Regions from separate parts of the Mus musculus genome. Here region 2 is linked to region 1. The links are chromatin contacts, called in public Hi-C maps. All regions are on one chromosome and are shown on one strand. The core of a region is the stretch at or near the end of the contact, and the rest is flanking DNA. Distances in the headings are between cores, read along the strand shown. Region 1 holds the start of Atp2b2 (ATPase, Ca++ transporting, plasma membrane 2). Region 2 has its middle 46 kb from the start of Gm15083.

Region 1 (5,738 bases), core at 1,314-3,813:
CACAGCCAGAAGAGACAGCCTAAGGTCCAGGGCAGTATCTGTGGCTACCCTCCTACCCTCAAGGACATGGTTAAGCAAAGCATCTCTAGCTTTTCCTTTAGAGCCTCAGCTTGGGCCATTGTACTGTAGGAGATCCAGTTTCCAAGGGTCTTGCTGGGTCTGGTGCTTGGTAGGCCAAAATCACACAGCAGTGATTCATTCAGGCCTTTATTGCATCTGTAACATGGTGGCATCTAGCATATAGGGCCGTAGGGACCCATCTGATACAGACACAGCCCAGTGAGAGGCATAGACCTGTAGACCATCACAGCATGAAATGGTCAGAGATGAGACAGAGGTACGAACTGAGTATGTGGGACTAAGCAGAATTGTCTGGCAAAGCAGCAGCCGAGGACAGCTTTGCAGGATGAGCAGATACTAGAAGCCACGGGGATGCACACTCAAAGATGGAAGGACACAGAGCCTGGCTTGCCAAAGAGATAGCTATTTGGGTCCATTTCTGTTAGATGCTGGTCTTGGACTCCAAGAAGCAAAAATCTGCAAGTGATTGAGCGTCTGTGAGTGAAGCCAGCATGTCTCCATGGAAGTCACCGGGCAGTTCCAGGTCAGTCTTTTGAGGTAGATAAGTACTGGGGTCCCTGCGGAGCATACCCCCTACTTGTAGGCAGCCTGGGCTTGGGACTCACAACCTCAGTCACAGGGACAGTTTATCCAGGTGGCTGTGTAACTTACCCCCGACAGCCACATGCAGTTTTCCCCTCTAAGTGTTCACAGTAGTCCCTAGGGTGCAAGGAGCTGTGGTTTCCTAATCTGTAGGAGGCTCTGTATCTGACATAGGAGAGGACATAACTGTGGAAATCAGTGGGCCCCAGCCAGTCCCCCCACTCCTGCCAGGGTTCTCTGTTCACTAGGGGAAAATGTATCTTGCCCCAGAGGTAGGGAAGCACAGTGGCAGGCTCCTGCACACACAGTGGGCTGCAGAGGCCTCTCACCTGATGCCCTCTGGGCCTGCCTCCCTGAACCATTGGGCCTTAATGGCTTCTCTAACCTGGTGGGGGCAGGTTGGCCTACAGCCTCCCAGCTTGGTCCTGGGGAGGGATTCATAGGGACCGTGGTGACTTAGAAGTCTTACCAAGATGCGTCCAGAATAACCCCAGGAGGGGTGATATTCCCATCTACAGCTTCAAGAGGAAACAGAGATAAGGCTGTTTTGAGGGGCTCCAGCTTGGTCTATTGACATGAGGCCCAGGGCTGCCCCATGGGAACCCTAGGAAGGTGTTACATGGGCAACCATCAGGCCTGGTGGACATCCTTAGAGTCTTAGCACCCCACCCCTTATGCACATGTGCGCGCGCACACACACACACACAGAGAGAGAGAGAGAGAGAGAGAGAGAGAGAGAGAGAGAGAGAGAGAGAAGAGAGAGAGAGAGACCCTGCTTGGCTGGGGTATATGGGACCCTCTGAACTGTCTAGCAGTTGGTGATGGTGGTGTGGTCCTGCTCAAGGGCCCTCCCTGCCTTGGGTTCTGCTCTGGCTCTCTCCTTCCTCGGCCCCTCTGTGTGGCGGGTTCTGAATTTGGTGCAGTGCAGACTTTCAGCTTAACGAGACAAATTGATATTCCGTGCCAGGCGGAGATGGAGCAGCAACAGGACGCTCGCTGGGAAAGACGGGCGGGCGGCTCCTAGGTGGGCAGAGATGGGGGTGGGGAAGGAGGCAGGGAGGCAGCTTTTTCTGGACCTGGCTCTAAGGGCACTCCCCTCCCCTTGCCTTGCCCCTCCTGCACCCACTCAGGCTGACAGGTGTTCCACCATGCCGGCCTTGAAGGTCCTTCTATAGGCCACACACATCCAAGCAGGACGCCACTCCTGAGGTGTGGGGAGGCATGGCCACAGGGCACCTTGGCTAGTGGAGGAAGTGAGAGAGAGACACCTCATTCAATGAGACCCCCCTCCCTCACCTGGCTATCCGGGCCTTAGCCCCACCTTGTCTGGAATTAAAGAGGAGTCCACAGGTCTGCCCTGTGAGATGAGAGAGAAGGTAGTGAGCAGCTGGATGGGAGAGTCCATTCCCTCGGACTCCAAAATGGGATCACTCTGGACTCCACAGACGCACTAGTCCAGTGCGGTCACCCCCAACTCCTCACAGATACCTTGGCAGATACTGGGAATGTGCTAACACTCCGACAGAGAAATGGCCTCTTCAAGGGTTCTCCTGACTGGACCCATCCCCACCCTGGAGCAGGTGAGCACACCCAGGCAGCTTGTGGGGCTGCAGAGGGGTGTAGACAGTGACATCCAGCAGCTGGCTGGAGAGTCTGTTCCATAGACCCTGTCACCATAGGTGCATTTAGGTGTTCTCCCTTGTGCAGTCTTTCTTCCAGGTATAGAGCCATCCTGTCTGCATCCAGGGAGCCTGGAAGCCCCGACCCTATCTAACAAAGTAGGAAGTGACTTAGGGAAGGCACATAAAAACAATGCCTCCTCCTTTGCTCTCACCGCCCCCTTGCTCGTCCTGGGCTGGGCTCTGACCCTCCCCTTCGCGTGCCCTTGACACGGCCTCCTGTGCGAGGGGAACGGGCCTCTCCCTAGGGCTCTGCGGGCGGCCGCGGATGCGTCCCGTGGGAGCGATGCCCAGAGCCGCGCTCCCAGGCGCGGGGTGGTTCGGTCCGCGCTCGCGCCCCTCCCCCGGCGGCCGCGCCCCCCCTCCCCCCCAGCCTCGGGAGCGATGGTACAGTCTGCGCAGGGACCGGGCGCGCGGGCTGGGCTCAGCGCGGCGCCAGCTGCCGCACCGCGATTACGGGCTGCCCGCCTGGAACCCGAACCGATCGCTGGCGATTGCCTTAGCCAAGTAAGTAACCGGCATCTCTCCCCTCATCCAAGCATGAGAAAATAAAAAATAAAAAGCGCCCGGCCCCGCTCTCCCCTTCCTCCCTCACCTATTTTGATTTGATTTGATTTGATTGCATTTCCCGTTTTTTTCCCCCAGTGCTGATGGTGGCGGCGGGAGGAGGGGGGTGGTAGGAGCTTGGCTTGTTTATCTGGAGGCAGCTGGGGATGCTTGGGAGCCCGGGCTGAGGGACACTCTAGGGTGAGGGGTTGGGGTGGGGGCTGGGGACCGGAGCAAAGAGCCCCGTAGGAGGGGATGCAGGGTCTCAGGTGGATGCTGGTGGCCTCCAGACTGCACATGCCCCCAGGATGTTATGCAAGGGCTAGTGGTGGCAGCCGGTCAGCAGGGACACCAGTCTCCTCTTGAGCCTGGTCCCTGGGAGACATAGAGTACTGGAAGGTGTCCCAGGAAAGCTGCAAGGGGAGGCCCCTATGAAGGGTCTCTTTGATGGTGGGCTGCTGTATACAGGGATCTACTGGATGAGGAGAGCCAGGCAGGTGGTGGCAGGGATGTGTCCCAAGTCCCCTCCGTGGCAGGCAGGGGCAAGAGTGGGTGGCCAGGCCATTTTGCAGCAGTCATGCTAGATGGATGGTGGAGTTGGCACTTTAAGCCCGGAAGCACAGCTCCTCATCAGCCTGCTTGCTTAGGTGGCCCCTCTGAGTACTGAGACACCTGGGGCTCCTCCCTGCCTCCCTGCAGGACCTGAACCTCCCTCCTATGGTCGTCAGGTGCTGGCAGCCACCCCCTTTAAGCCAAGTAGCTGACCTCTGCTCCACATACTGAGTGGGGAGGGGACCCTTCAGCTGGCCGACCCCCGTCAAGGGAGGTCCCCTCAAAGGCTGAGCCTGGCTCGACCTTCAGAAGGGTAAGTGAGTAGGCCAGTCACCAGCAGAGCTGAGAGTAGAGGGTCTCATTGTGAGGCTGAGCCTTAGCAGTGTAGAAGGGGCTCCCCTCCACTGGGCATTGCTCTCCACATCGCTAGGAGGAGGCAGAGCTGACGTTTGGGGCATTTCCCAGAGCGGGCGGTTGCCATCCGGAGAAATTCTCTCTTTTGACGTGTGCAGTAGGAGGGGGCTTGGAGCGCAGGCCTTTGAGCTTGGGGCTTCCGCCTGGTAACTTCCTTGAAGGAGCAGTGGCAAGGAGGGGCTGCGGTCTGGGGAGTCCGCAGAGGGAGGAGGACTAGGAGAGGATGCTAATGGCCTCCCATTTATCCACCTTCACAACCCAGTCGTGAGCGAGGGTGCATGCCTGTGCATAGATTCACTCCTGCATACACATGGACTAATAGAGAACCCACAAGTAGTGCATCATACATGTTCAGATCATACATGTGAACACACAATGCCTGTACCAACAGATGAGATCTGGCCTCTGTGCACACAGCATGCATCTCTGGCTTCTTAAGACCCCGTTCTATGCACACCCCAGTGAGTATAGCCTGCCCCCACATGCTTGCAGCCCTCACACACACAGGAACCTGCAGCAGCTACCCTGGTGTACTATATACCCATGTGGGATGCCCCAGGAGTGCAGTTGACAGGTGCATAGGACCCAAATGCCTGTCAACACAGTGCCCTGGAATGTGCCCACAGGTGAATGACAGAGTCACATGTAAGACAGCAGTGGGCATAGCTGCTGCACCTCTGCAGACACTATGTTGCCCTCTCAGCTTCAAGAAGCAAAGGTGGCCCTAGGAGCCCTGGGGAGAGGACCCTGGGGAACTGACTATGAGGCCAGAAGGACTGTGGATCCTGAGTGGCCACCTCAGCTTCCTGAAGGCCTGAGGGGTGGGTCAGCCCATGTTCCCGAAGAGCAGTGATTGGACTGAACAAGGCCATCTGTGGTGATTGATGGTCTGCAGAGAAGGCTGCCTGGAGTAGGGAGGGAAGACAGGGGTGGGGGTAGGTGCAGTGGCTGCCCATTGGTCAGACCACCAGCAGCCGGCAAAGCCCACTAGCCCTTTCTGGAACCAGGAAGCCAGCCCACTATCATGTGGCATCTGAAAGCCGGAATTCCTTCAGTAGCCTCCAAGTTGGCTCCAGATGAGGACAGAAAAGCTACCTGTGATTTAGTGTGCAGAGCCTGAGACATCCACCCCTCCTCCACAGCCTGCCCTCCACTCCCGTCACCCAGTCTTAGTGGGAACACTAGTAAATGTCACACCCGCTAGCATCTGCAGAGCTCTTTGCCCTGTACACATTACTTCTGTGCAATTATCCTTAGCGTCCCCATGTCTCAGGTGAGAGACAAGAAGCCACCAACCAAGGTCACGCAGCTGGAACTGTTGGCACCTCTTTGTGAGCCATCTAGCCCCTCTGGTATGAGGTCAGACCCAAGACAGAAACCTGAGAGGTGATAGGTACGCTGTCCCCAACAGGGGTGGCTTTCTGTCTCTGGGCTCCGTGTTAAGAGCATTGGGAGGCCCTGCTGGGCTCTTTCAGACCTCACAAAAGAAGCAATGGTGGCCCGTGTGGACCCTGAGTGTCCCAGTGTGTTGCCTTCAGAATCAAAGAAAGAGCACCCAACTCCACTCCTGGCCACCTGTGTGACCTTGGATGCACATTGCAGCTCTCTGCCTCTGAGTCTCCTCACCTGTGGTCAGGTTTCCTGCCCCACCTTATCCTGCAGCTGTCTGAGAGCTGGGACACTGTCAAGGGCTGTGTGCAAAGAAACAGCATCAGGATCAGCAGGCAAAATAAGGGCCAAGTCCAAGGTCAGAGGAAGAGACAGAGAGGAAGGGAGAGGAGGGGCTTGAAGGGTCTCTTGCCTTGATGGCCAGAGGTCATGGCGTGGGTGTGTCAGGGAGTCCCATATCTGGCCCCTTTCTTAATACTTCAGGAGATCTGGGCT
Region 2 (5,738 bases), core at 1,094-3,593, 68 kb before region 1:
ATCCACAGGACAGCCTTGTTGCCTGAGGTCACTGTTCTATGGCTTGTGGCATGTTGGGACTGGGAGGCCAGGGGCCCCAGGAGCTGGCTGGTCTTTGGAACTGTTCCCCTAGTGCTTTAGACTCCTCGCCAGTGGTACCTTAGTCACCTCGTTCCCTGGATGGGGCTTTGGTTATGGAGGAGATGTCTGGGGCTATGAGCAGAATTCACAAATCTCGAGTACCCATGGCCCTGAGAGCCGTAGGAATTCCCTATATAAACAAGGCGCTGAGAGGCCCATCTTCTCCTTGGACACCAGGGAAGTGAGGCTCACTATCCTGGACAGCCAGTGTGGCAGGGGCTTATGAGGCTACAGTCCTCAGCCAGCCCAGAATGCACCAGAATGATTTTCAAATCATTGTATTTCTTTCAAAGCTTTTCAGACTTACTATATTTTCATGTGTACTGGAGGGTCTCTAGCTCCCCTCTTTTACAAGAAGGCATCCAACTATTTAACAATGCCAGGCAGCTGATGGCCCAGGACAGCGGATGTACCACATGCATGCCTGCTGCCCACAGAAGCCAGAAGAAGGCATCGAATCCCATGGAACTTGGATTATAGATGATTGTGAGCTGTTAGATCCCCTGGAAAGACAGCCAGGACTCTTCACTACTGTGTCATCTCTCCAGCCTTATATTTCTTATCAGGTGAATTTCTTAAAATTCACCTTTTTAGTGTACAGTTCTATGAATTTTGACAAGTACATATAAGTATAACCTTGTGCCTAATTAAGGTATGAACATTCCATCACCTTTCATGTTCCCTGGTCACTGTGGAGACAAGACATCTCCTCCCCATTGAGATCAAACTGGAGATTCCTGTCATTTTCATAGCAGGGGAGCCACCGCACCCCCAGCCCAGGAAGCTGTCTGGGGGAGGAGTGCATAGCTGAAATCCTGCACTCTAGAGTTCATAGTGATACTGGAGTTCAGGCTAGGCATGCTGGGGCAGAGGTGGGCAGAGGAGCCTGTCAGCTGTCCTGGGGAATGACTTTGAAAGAGCTGTGTCGACTACTTCAGTGTGTAATCGTGGGACAACTGGAGTGACTGGAGAACACTGGGATGTGTGTGGGGTGTGGCTGGAGAGTGTGAGAAGCAGAGGAAGCCCTGTGTGGCTTGTGTTGTTGACATGAGCCAGCTGTGTCAAGGACCCCAGTGCCTCAGACCAATGGGAATGACAAAGCCTTCCCCAGGTCACACACCAAGAAATGCCAGAGGACATCTCCTGGCCCATACAGGCATTGATAGTGTGTGCAGAAAATGTCCACAGCAGCTTCCTCTTCTTGGATGGTCACAACCCAAGACAGCTCCCCTACAGAAAGGAGCTACTGTTCACGTTAACTAAGCCTGCCTCCTTCTTCAGCTGTATATAATACACCTGCCTCTCTGAATCAGATATATAAAATAAATGAGCTGATTTTCTAAACCACTGCAGAGGGGCATCTTCATCCATGCTCGAGGTCCACAGCCAGTGTGCAAGCCTGAAAGACAACAGCATTTGGACCTCCTAGGGTTTGATTTCAAAATCTGTTAGGACACAACATCAGCAAGGCTCACTGGCAGCTTGGAAGCAGAGGCTGAGGGAGCTGGAGGGGGAGAGACTTCCTGGGAAGGGTGGTGCCCATTTTCATCGGTAGAGAGGGAGGGATACTGACACTTTGAGTAGTCTGCTAGATATCCATTGGGTCACAGGGTGGAGTGAGTACTGAGAGGTAGGAAGACCAAGCATGAAAAGGCTCAACAGAGATGGAGTGACAGTCCTGTGACTCCTAGCACCTGGCAAATGCCCTGTGTCCAGAGAGTGGCCTGTCTGACTCTGCACAGGAGATAAAGCACAGCCTGTCCTCTAGTCCATCCAGGTGGCCCCTGTGTCACAGGCCTGTGGGTGTTAGGAAGCACCTAGAGAGATCAGCACACCCCTTGTGGAGCCTCCAAGTGCTCAAATGCCTGTGCAACCCACAGAAGTAACAAGAAAGAACTCTGAATTCCAACCTCACAGCTCAGAGGTGACCTGAGTGCAGTAAACCTACTTCTCCCATCAGAGAGCAGTGACCAGATTTCCTGCCTCTCCTCATTCCACCCCTCTGGCATCCCTCCCACAGATCCCTTGCCCTCTCCAGCTTCCTGGGCTCCTTGGCCCCTTCTTGGTCTCCCACTGTGCAGACCTGGCTTTGGATGGTAGTCCCAGCTGAGAGCTCACAGCCTGGCTGGGTCCCTTGGCTCCATAGACACTACCCACTCATTACCCATGGCAGAGGGCAGTAGCTGCATCTGTCTCTCTCGCCACAGTGTTCCCAGGGCCCAGCAGACAGCAGGCACACAGCCAGCAGTGGCAGACTTGGACATCCTGTAGGTTGTCTTTGGGCAAGGTGGCACTGTGGCCTCCAGCCTGTGTCTGGCAAGACTTTGCTGGTGATCTAGGTCCCTGCCCTGTACTGTGTCCTCTAGTCCCACATAACTCTGTATTTTTCCCTTCAGGTGTTCCCCTCCCTAAACTGGCCTAGGCCTCATTTTTCTCATCTATTAATGGGGCCTCATCTCTCCTTCCATCACGTGGGTGTGGGGAAGCACCTTAGGCGAGCTGAAGCACAGACTTAAACTACTGCAGCCAGGAAGGTACATTGCTTGGAGTCACCCACTCGGGATGCCAAATGCTAGAGAGAAATGTGGAATGTAGGTACCCCCCAAGCCAGTATTGTCACCACGAGCAATTAGGCTGGGCCTAGAGGAAGCAGGGTTGAGATGGAGGGCACAGGGTTGGCTTTTCTATGCACCATTTGGATCTATTGCTAGGAAGGTCAAGGACTCCCCAGGCACCTGGCTGAATGCTATGGAAAGTTCCAGGAGAAAAACCCTTCATTAGAGGGCGCTCTTTTCTTATCACATCTTTAATGCTCAACCATCAACCACTGCTACTCAAAGCATGGCCCCAAATGCAACCCTCCCAGCCACACTGGGGCAAGGACTGGGCCTCCTTGCAAAGGCCTCAAGTCTTATATACTGTATGCTCTTTATCCTCAAGTGGGTTTTGAGAGTAGGTGAAAGAGAGCCAAGGGGAAGAAGGAAGGGGGCAAGAAGCGCTTGCTTGCTTGCTTGATGAAGAAGTGACCTTGCTGGGAGCAGCACTGGGAACGAGGACTCTGACTCTGCCCACCCCTGTACTGCCAGCTGCAGCCAGATGTCTGCTAAAAGAAGGCACAGCTGCTGGGCTTTGTATATTATCGTTAAATGCTCATGAATCATCTGCTGCAAGCCGAGCACAGCTCCAGGGCTAGCTCCAGCAATCTGAGGGACACCATTCCCATTAAATGGTACATAGACGGTGCTGGCACACCTATGTCACGTAGTGCTGATTCTGTTCCTTATGCCTCTGCACCCCATACCGCCACAAAGGCCACCCCGAACCTCCAGATGGGTCTGGCTTGTAGGGTTGTCCCTGCTTCTTTCTCTCACCGCATTCATTTCAGCCTGGTCCTCTTTGGTCACACTACACCATAGACCTTTCCCTAAATCGATGGGCTCCACCCCTTTTCAAAACATTGCAGTTGCTGTTCCTCGCTTCACCAACATGCTCCCAAATTTGTACAGCTGACTCATGTACCCTGTCCCTCTGTCAAGTCAAAGGTTGCTTCTTCCCTGTCTCCCTCAGATGCACAGCCCTCTGTCCCACTGTATTATTTTCTGCAACATGCATAAAACCTGAGCAGTGATCTCAGATCAAGCAGCCAGCTTATTCATTTCCATATTCATTGTCTCCCTGCTGGGACGCTTACCCTGGGAGCAATGACTCTACTTCTATCATGCTTACCCTGTGTTTGCAGCACAGGCCGGAAACAGGTGTCCCTGTGTGGTGGCTGAGAGAGGTGCCCAATCCCTCCCTGAGACCCCTCTTTGAAGAGGATCAAACAGAGAGGTGGCTGTCAGTCCTGGCTCTGGGTCCATACCTGCAATGTGCCTGCTTCCTGGCTCTGGAAGCTCAAGGTAGCATCTGCAACAGCTCTGGTCAAGAGTCCAGGTCCCAGGGAAGGCAATGACCTCAAACTGAGAATTCCTCCCCCTGGACAGAACACTGCTGCCTCGGAATGGAGAAGGTATTTTTAAATGTTCTCGCGAGTGCCAAAGTATGTCTTGTTAAAAATAAGGTCTGTGCGCATTGAGATGCCGCTCAGGTTCGCCTGCCGCCGCAGTGTTTAAATTAACCACATCGTGCGCCCAGCGAATTCCGAGCGACGTGTGAATCATTCGGGGTGAAAAAGTTGGGAGCTGATATTTGCTGAGGTCGTTAGGTATTTACCCAGCACACCCCTCCCCAGAACTGCTCTGTGCCAGCTCTGTAAATATCAAGGCTTTCCTTCCCCCTATGCATGCACGCAGCCCTGCCCACCTTCCCCATTTCAGAGCTCAGGAAATCCAGGGTCAAGAGTTCAATGGCTTGGCCAACTTCTGATGACCGGTGCCCTTAAAGGGGAGTTTCAGTGGCATTTTGGTCACAGCAAAGACCCTGCTCAGTCAGTCCTTCCTTTTCTTCACCTAACATGGGTCCTCTCCTAGCGGGGATCACGGGTGGTCCTTTGAGGAAAATTTTTTTTGATTCCTGGCAGTGCCAGAGAAGAATCTCCCATGTGTATCCTCACGGGCAGCCTTTGTGACCCACAAATGTCACTTTCAGAGTGTCCATCTGCAGTCTCTGAGTCCCCAGTTGTGGGCAGCTATCACAGCTGGCTCTCACTCCTGCCCTGCCCCCATTACCCAGGTATCAGCATCCCAGCTCCCCAGTCCCTGCCCACCCAGCTGGCTAAGCAGTCCCTGCCCACCCAGCTGGCTATCTGTTCCTGGGGACTCAGCTTGGATTCCACCTGGTCCAGGAGCCCCATTTACCCACTTCCCAAGATGTCCCCAGGTCGTAGCTGCTGTGTTTACTTTCAGTTTGCAGCTGGAGTTGGCTCTGGGCCACAAGGCCTGATGCTGGCTGCTGGAAACGTGACCTTGGGCAAGCCCAGCACCTTGGAGCCTCATCCATGACATCTATGACATGGGTGAGGTGACATGACATCTATGGCATGGGTGAGGTGACATGACATCTATGGCATGCGTGAGGTGACTCTTTCAGAGCTACTGTAGGGTTCTCCATGGGAGGGTGGAGGCTCTCAGTTCACAAGTGTGAGACAGAGATCAGGAAGTTTTCCCTGTGGAGAATCAGGATAGTGAGTGTTTTTAGATGAATGCTGGACGCAGGAGTACCAGAGCACATGTAAAGGGCACATCCACTGTCACCATGAAAGTCTCATTCAGAAAGTTGCTGGCAGCTGGCTCTGCAGACCTTGATGTGTGCACTGCGGAGTGGCCTGTAGTTTTAGCCTCTCTGGAATGCTAAGGAAGATTAGAAAAAAGACAAAGTTCTTAGCCCAGCCTGTCATGAACATTCCTGTGCTGGCCCACAATGTGAGGCAGAGGACTAGAGGAGGGGACAGAGGGAAGGACAAGAGAGAGAACAGAAGGACAGAGAACAAGGAGCTGGGTGTGGGGGGGGGGGGTGGGGGCGGGGAGAAAGAGAGCCCAGACAGAGGACAGGGAGAGAGGGACAGAGAGACGTAGAGGGGAAGTGTAGCTATGGGGGTGGGGCTCAGGATGAGGCATCTGGGGGCAGTAGAGGGTGACCACTCCATAGGGAGGGACCTGAGAAGTATCCTGCAGATCACA

The links. A called contact is a pair of places that touch in the nucleus more often than the background predicts.
Region 2: a contact with region 1 is called in a Hi-C map of cerebellum, with 1.9 times the contacts expected there. The contact joins the enhancer-like site here to the promoter of Atp2b2 in region 1. A contact is called at or near these places in 5 of 484 Hi-C or Micro-C datasets (cerebellum, cerebral cortex, cortical neurons and 2 more), 2 of 115 datasets of contacts at active chromatin or transcription factors (both in embryonic stem cells) and 2 of 9 other capture datasets (liver and pancreatic islet).

What each region holds. Positions count from the first base shown.
Region 1 is chr6:113,888,364-113,894,101 of GRCm38.p6, reverse strand. It overlaps Atp2b2 (ATPase, Ca++ transporting, plasma membrane 2), which reads left to right and starts at 2,563. Exons shown (of 20, transcript NM_001036684.3): 1 at 2,563-2,849.
Region 2 is chr6:113,956,061-113,961,798 of GRCm38.p6, reverse strand. It overlaps a transcript of Atp2b2 not described here. Among named protein-coding and RNA genes, the nearest start is that of Gm15083, 46 kb to the left of the region's middle. Within about 2 kb of position 2,343, at least 12 of the 459 cell types and tissues checked have an H3K27ac peak or open chromatin away from gene starts, as enhancers often do. A contact at or near this core is called in cerebellum, where this site is marked.